Regions from separate parts of the Mus musculus genome. Here region 1 is linked to region 2. The links are chromatin contacts, called in public HiChIP or PLAC-seq maps. All regions are on one chromosome and are shown on one strand. The core of a region is the stretch at or near the end of the contact, and the rest is flanking DNA. Distances in the headings are between cores, read along the strand shown.

What was found. HiChIP or PLAC-seq counts read pairs in DNA pulled down with a chosen protein or histone mark.
Region 1: an H3K27ac HiChIP or PLAC-seq map of microglia shows a contact between it and region 2, with 6 times the contacts expected there. The contact joins the promoter of Stk38 here to the promoter of Ppard in region 2. A contact is called at or near these places in 2 of 115 datasets of contacts at active chromatin or transcription factors (memory CD8 T cells and microglia).

Annotation. Positions count from the first base shown.
Region 1 is chr17:29,006,373-29,010,155 of GRCm38.p6, reverse strand. Stk38 (serine/threonine kinase 38) reads left to right here and starts at 2,161. Exons shown (of 14, transcript NM_134115.3): 1 at 2,161-2,445.
Region 2 is chr17:28,230,863-28,234,584 of GRCm38.p6, reverse strand. Ppard (peroxisome proliferator activator receptor delta) reads right to left here and starts at 1,831. Exons shown (of 8, transcript NM_011145.3): 1 at 1,721-1,831.

The sequences.
Region 1 (3,783 bases), core at 912-3,411, 780 kb before region 2:
ATGCAAGACCCTTGAGAGGGCCTGGAGTGGCTGAGGATCCCCTGCTCCTGGTTTCTCTTCCTCTTCTTCCTCCCCCAACCCTGCTTCTCCTGCTATTGCTGGATTGAAGCTATTCTGACAACTAAGATTAGACTTGCCCCCAAGGAACTGAATGCCCTTGAGCAGTCTAAAGAGGTCTATGTCCCCTTTCCCCTCTAAGTTTCATTCTGTCCTATTTAGTGTTGGACAATTGGAAGGGCAGTAGATATATAAGAACCCTATAAAGTAGCCAAAAAAAACACATCTACATCAGATTTCCTGAGGCTGGAGTTACAAATGGTTGGGAGCCATCATGTGGGTGCTAGGAACTGAACTTGTGTCTTCTGTAAGAGCACTCACTGTGTGGTTTTTTGTTTGTTTGTTTTTTTTTTTTTTTTTTTTTGGTTTTTTGAGACAGGGTTTCTCTGTGAAGCCCTGGCTTTCCTGGATCTCACTCTGTAGACCAGGCTGGCCTCAAACTCAGAAATCTGCCTGTCTCTGCCTCCCAAGTGCTGGGATTACAGGTGTTTACCACCACTGCCCGACTCTCTGTATGTTCTTAACTGCTGAGCCCTCTACCCAGCCCCTATAGTCTTAGGGGGCTATTTGTATGCACACAGTGAAAGCACCAGGCCAACGCACACCAGTGCCTGAGAAGCACCAGGCCATTGCACATCAAGCCCCATTCTGGATCTGTGTTGGAAAAAGTACTCAGAGTCAGCTGATGAGCGTTGCCCTGTGGGGAAGAGGAAAGGGGGAAGTAGCAGCAGGCACCACTACCCCTGCTTGGGAATTTATTTTCAAATGAGAGACATGATGTAACCCACATCAGGACTTGAGAGGCTAAGGCAGGAGGATTTCGAGAGTTCAAGGTTTACCCTCAGCAACACGTTGTTTGTGTTACCCTGAGACCCTGAGCTACATAAGACTGTCTCAAAAAAATTTTAAGAGGCAAAAAAAAAAAAAAAAAAAAGTAAAAAAAGTATTAGCAAGATAATGAATTCAATAATTACAATGCAATTAAAAACAAAATCAGCCGGGCGGTGGTGGCGCACGCCTTTAATCCCAGCACTCGGGAGGCAGAGGCAGGCGGATTTCTGAGTTCGAGGCCAGCCTGGTCTACAAAGTGAGCTCCAGGACAGCCAGGGCTATACAGAGAAACCCTGTCTCGAAAAACCAAAAAAAAAAAAAAAAACCAAAAAAAAAAAACCAAACCAAAATCAAAGCGGGGGTGGTGGTGGTGGTGGTGGTGGTGGTGGCGGTGGCACACACCTGCTGTAATCCCAGCACTTGGGAGGCAGAGGCAGGTGGATTTCTGAGTTCGAGGCCAGCCTGGTCTACAAAGTGAGTTCCAGGACGGCCAGGGCTACACAGAGAAACCCTGCCTCGAAAAACAAAAAACAAAACAAAAAAACATAAAAGAAAAGGGAAAATCAGAACACTTACTAGGGGCGGCTTGGGAAGTGACTAACAGGAGGGAGCTCTCTTCTCGCTTGCTCCCAGAGGACTCCTTTCTAGGGAGCCATTCATCGTTTTTTCAGGACTTTAAAACTTTCTAATCGAGGGCACTGGGCTCAGTTCTCTGGAAATCAATGAGAGGCTTTAAGTTGTGCACAATGGAGAGGTGTTAGGTGTGAGAGATCACCTGATCCCAAACAAAGGCACGTTAATCCTTTACAATAACGAAAAATAGGAAGGGCCACGGGTTCCAACAGACTTATGGCCACAATGATCTGAAGTCAAGGAGGATGGGGTAAAACTCAGATTAAATTTCAGAGAACTAAAGACATCATCCAGCGAGTGCACGCCAAATGCTAAATCCCCGTCACGGTAGTTGATTGCATTGGTTTAGTTGATAGAGAGCCAATGTTAATTTCCGGGTGCAGAGCCCGGTGCCTTATGTAAGACCTTGAGGGAAGCTGGGTGGGTGTTGGCTTTTACGGAACTTCCAGGTTTTCGTTTTGTAACTTCTGGCGAGTCTATAATTATTTCAAAAGAAAAAGTAACATAACAAAGGCCAGCTAGTCCAGCCCATCACAAAGCCACCAGGGAGCCCGCCCCGCTCTGCACTCGTAGGGCCTCCTCGGCTAGGCGCAGTCGGGTGAGGGGTGAAATGTGGGCGGGGCGCCGCCGCGCACGCGCAGTCCCGCTGCCCGGCGAGCGCCGCTGGCGGGGGGCGCATGCGCAGTCTCAGCCGCGGCGGCCCCTCTCCACAGTCTGAGGGGGTACCGGGGGAGCCTTGGCCCCTCCGCGCCGCCGTCTTTTCCGGCAGTTGGGGTTCTTCCTTTTGTCCTGTCCTGTCGCGGATCGGCAGCTGCGCTCATTCGGAGTCCCCGGCGTGTCGCGGTCGCTCTGGAGCCGCCCGCACGTCGCGTCTGCGCCGTCTCTGTAGCCGTCGGCCCCGCGCCTCCCTCCCCCCTGGGTCTGGTGAGTGTCTCCCGGCCGTCGCCTCAGGCTTGCCGCCTCGTCCGGCCGTCCCACAGCTCCTGTGCACTCCAGGGCTCCTGTCAGCGTTCTCTCTGTGGTCCCCAGAGCCCCCTTGTCCGTCCCTCTCTTTCTACGCCTCTGTCCTCAACCGGGACAGGCAGCCGCTCCCTCCTTTCCTAGTCGCCAGCTTTGTGTGTCTGCTGCCACCGGCTCGTCCCCTCTGACCTCGGTCAGTACCACTCTGCACCTTAGGATGAGAGAACCAGAGGGTGTCTGCACTTCGAGAGCTCCCCCCACCCCGGGGTAGGTGTGGGACCTTGGAGGCTGTCCCCCTAGTCCGCGATCAGGGGGTACCGGGCTTCCCCTCACCTTAAGATCCCCGCCCGTGGACTGCAGACTGTTAAAATTCGAGAAAAGGGACCGAGCTGGAGGACAGGGAAAAGTGGCAGAAGAGTCGGAGGAAAAGTGTGTCAGAAAGCGCATAACGGCTGCTGCCAGCGGCGCCCTGCAAAGGACCCAGAGACATAGGGGAATCTTGCTCTTTTTCAAGATGAATAGGAAGGTCAGCGGCGTGAAGTAGCTTCACTGCTTCCTCTTCCTTCAGCTCACCTTGGCTGTGAAGTAGCCAGTACATACGGTTTCCCTAAACAAAAAAAACAAAACAAAACAAAACAAAAAAAAACAAACCACATCGCTGCAAGAATAGCTCCCTGCCCCACCCCACCCAAACATCAGATAGCAGCTTCCTCCTAACCCGATGGCTCTGTCCTCAGACTCTGGACAGCACACCAGTGTACACACACACCCACTTCAACATCAGGCATGTTCTCCACTCCCGGGAGTGGACTTCACAAATGGAGCATTTTGTCTGAGATGGGGTCTGAATGTGTACCTATGCCTGGCCTGGAATTTGCTTTGTAGACTAAGGTGGCCTAGAACTCACGGAGATCCTCCTGTCTCTGCCTCCTAAAGGAATATGCCTCCACAGACCAGCCCACTTGTGACTTGTGACTTTACTTTTCTTTCTTCCTTCCTTTCTTCCTTCCTTCCTTCCTTCCTTCCTTTCTTCCTTTTTTTTTTTTTAAAGATTTCTTTATTTATTTTATGTATATGAGTACACTGTAGCAGTACAGATGGTTGTGAGCCTTCATGTGGTTGCTGGGAATTGAATTTAGGACCTCTGCTCGCTCTGGTTGGCCCTTTTTTTTTCCTTAATGTATTTTTTTTTTTTTTCTTTTTTTCCGGAGCTGAGAACCGAACCCAGGGCCTTGGGCTTGCTAGGCAAGCACTTTACCACTGAGCTAAATCCCCAACCCCTCCTTAATGTATTTTTGTGAC
Region 2 (3,722 bases), core at 582-3,081:
GGCCTCACTGGTGCAATCCCTCGACCTGCCCAGGCAGATACCAAGGCAATACCCCAGACCACACCTGGGCAAAGGGAAGAAACGTCAGCTGCCTCTCCCAGCCTCAGTAAATACAGATGCCCAGGAAACGGAAGGAAAAAGGGCACCGAGGAACCATGCCCAGTGACCAACACAAGAGGCACATTCCGTCAGTGAAAGACAGGAGGTAAACTCAGTCGCTGGACCAAGACCCCAAGATTAAGGGAACAGATGCCCAACAGCCCCAGGGCTAGCAGGCCCACAATCCATTGAAAAACTAAAACGGGAATGTATTCTGGGGCTGGTGAAGTGGCTCAGGACGTAAAGGTGGTTGTCATCATACCTTAATGACCCGAGTCTATTTCCAGGAACCACAATATCGAATGAGAGAGCCACCTCCCAACTCCAGTAAGCTGTGCTCTGACCTACACCCCACCCCACATCCACACCCCACAGAAATAAATAAATGTAACTTGTAAGCAAACATTCTAGAGCCAGTACAGGGAGGAAAAACCAAGTTTAAAACCAAGGGCAGGGCTGGTGAGATGGCTCAGTGGGTAAGAGGTACCCGACTGCTCTTCCAAAGGTCCGGAGTTCAAATCCCAGCAACCACATGGTGGCTCACAACCATCCGTAACGAGATCTGACACCCTCTTCTGGTGTGTCTGAAGACAGCTACAGTGTACTTACATATAATAAATAAATCTTTAAAAAAAAAAAAAAAAAAAACCAAGGGCATAGCTTCTGCTCTTAGCTGTATGGAAAAGGGCAGTGCGTGGAAGGCACCGTATCATGGTTTAAATACATTCCATAATATCCCAAATGAGTCCTGTTTCCTGAAAGGGTGAAAAGAGTTATATGAAGCCTCTGGCTACCCCTGGCACACACCCAACTCAGAGCCGTCTCCCCCAAGGGTTCCTGGAAGTCAACAGACTCATAAAGGGGAAGTATTATAAAGCTGAGATTACGAGGGCCTACCAACTGGCCATCCCTCCCAATACAACACCCAGTGAAACCTGTGACCCGAACAAATCTGGTCAAGCTGGCGCTCAACACCCCACTCCCAGCTCAACTGAAGGTGAAACGGAAGCCTATCGTGCACCTCTGGGTTCTCCTCAAGCAGAGGCATAAAAAAAAAAAAAAAAAAAACTAGAAGCGAGGCAGTCGGGTGACAGGAGGTGAAAAGGACAGGAGATGAGAGCTGAGCCTAAGTGGGGCCTCTGCCGGTAGCCAGGATAGAAGGGGCTCGGATAAACCGGACTGGCTCACAACATCCTAAAGAAGATGGGGAGGGATAGGGCAACCCGAAAACGGGTCAGAGAGGAGGAGAGCACTGACCGACAGGGCAAGGATGGAAGGCTATCGAGGGAGGCAGGAAGGATCTCCAAGGAGGGCCTGGGTAGCGGGACAGCAAGGGAGGCGCTCAGAAAGGGGGTCAGAAGGGAGGTGACATGGGGTTCTTTGGAATTGAGAGGAGATGAAGCCACGGGGCTTTAGAGGGATCAGGGTGGGTGGGAGGAGGGAGGGAGGCCGGCTCCGAGCAACCACAGGGGTCCCTGCGGTGGAGACCCCAGCGGTGGCTCCTCAGCGCGCAAGCCGAGCATAGACGAGCCGCAGAGGCGCGGAAAGCGGCTCTCGGAGCCCCTGACCCCACCATCCACCTCAGCCCGGGCCGCGCTGGCCTCTCCCGATCCGCACGGACCTGTCCCGGCCGCCTCTCGCGCCGCTGCCGCCGTCCCGCAGGCTCCGCAGAATCCCCCAGCTCCTGCCAAAACTTTTCCCATTAATCCCCAGGTCCGCCGCGGCCTGCGGCGTCACACGCTCCCAGCCCCGGCGCCGCCCCCAGCCCCGTGATGTCACCGCGCCGCTGGCTCCCTCCCCCACAACTAAGCACTCGCCCCCGCCCCCTTCCGCCATAGCAGTAGCCAATCGCCGCGCCGCCTGGAGCCACTCCTTTGACAGCCATCGCTCCGCCCACTGCACAGCTGCCCTGGCGCGTCTGCAGCGCCCTCTGCAGTCAGACGTGGGAGCAGCAGCTGAGGAAAGCGCTGGGGAGAAGTTAGGGCTGGTCAAAGCAAGCCTCACGAAACGATATTTAAAGCTTTAAAGCGCGGAAAGAAGGTGGAGGTCATCTAATACAACCTCCTCACTCTTCCTGAGAAGAAACTAGGCATAGACTTGTGTGGTTTGAAGCAAGAAGCAAAGCTAAGGGCGGTGGGGGAAGGAATAGAGGCAAACTGTAATTTTCAGAGGCGCTTGGGAGAGGCATATGGTGGGAGACTTGGGAATGAAAATACAGACGCATACGTTTTACAAAATATCTATTTTTATATGTCAGAGTGTTTTGTCTGCATGTCTGTCTCTGCACCATGTGCGTTCAGTGCCTGCAGAGTCTGGAAGAAGGCGTTGGATCCCCTGGAAGTGGAGTTACAATGGAGAACTTCCATGTAGATGCTGGGAAGCGAGCCTCTTCAAGAGTAGCAAGCGCGATCTTCACCACTGAAGCATCTCTTCAGCACCCCCAATTTTTTAACTGGTGGCTAGTTCAATGGCTCAACGGGTCATCGCTTTGTCTCCAAGCCTGAAGACTTGAGTTCAGTCCCTGGGACTGCCTCCTGAAGGTTATCTTCCAATCTCTACACACCGCATGTGCACTTTCATATACACCCACACAAGAAAAAAGAAAGATCTGGAAGGCATGATGGCACTCTAACTCCAGCACTCAGGAGGTAGAGGACCCGTTTGAGGTCATTTTTAGCAATGGAGAAAGTTTTGGGCCAGCCTGTGCTTATAGGCCTTGTGAAGCCAAATAGAAAACAAATTTTAAAAGAACTTTTCTCCCACTTGAGATTTCTGTCGCTGGATGTCAGGGACCAGACAAGACAAGAACTCTGTACCTGGGCTTGCCTGTCACCCCAACTCATCATATACCACAGAGAGTATGTAGCCAGAAGGCAATCTGTCACTGGCTGGTTTCATCATCCTAGAATGAACAAAACTTGGCTGGCAGGAAAGTCAGCAGGCACCTCCCTCCTCCACACCGCCATTAAAGGTCACCTCTGCCCGGTCTGGCACTCCTTACAGTGCATCCTTAGCTCGCTGGATTGGAGAACCCCACACCACTTTTTTTCTGCTTTGTTTTCGAGTGTGTGTGTCTGTGTGTGTGTGTGTGCGCGTGCGCACGTGCGCGTGTGCACTTGGAGGACAGAGAAGGGTACTGTGTGTCTTCCAAGGATAGGTTTCCACGGTTTTCCTTTGAGGCCTGGTCTCCTGATGCATGCACGAGCGGTTCTGGTTTGGTGGGATAGGCTGTCAGCCATCAAGCCTGGGCTATCCTGGTTCTGCAATTACAGGAATTCACAGGACCACACCCTGCTTTTCCCTGTGTGTCGGGATCTGAACGCTGGCTGCTCTGCGTGAACAGCAGAGGCGCTTAACTTTCCTGCTCTCTCCCTAGCTCCCTTCTATTGCTTTTGAAATGAATTTGTATTAAGTTTTTAGATATCACTTCCCTTGTCCTCCAAGACTGTAGTAAAAAATGGCCTGGGGAAGTCAGAGATTTCTGCCATTTTGTGTCTGGCAGAGCTCTGGTGGAGGGTCTCGAGCTGGTCTTGAACTCCTGACCTTCCTGCCTGCACTTCCCACATGCTGGAATCCTCTAGACCCAGTTTATGTGGCTCTGAGTATGGAACAAGGGCTTCATG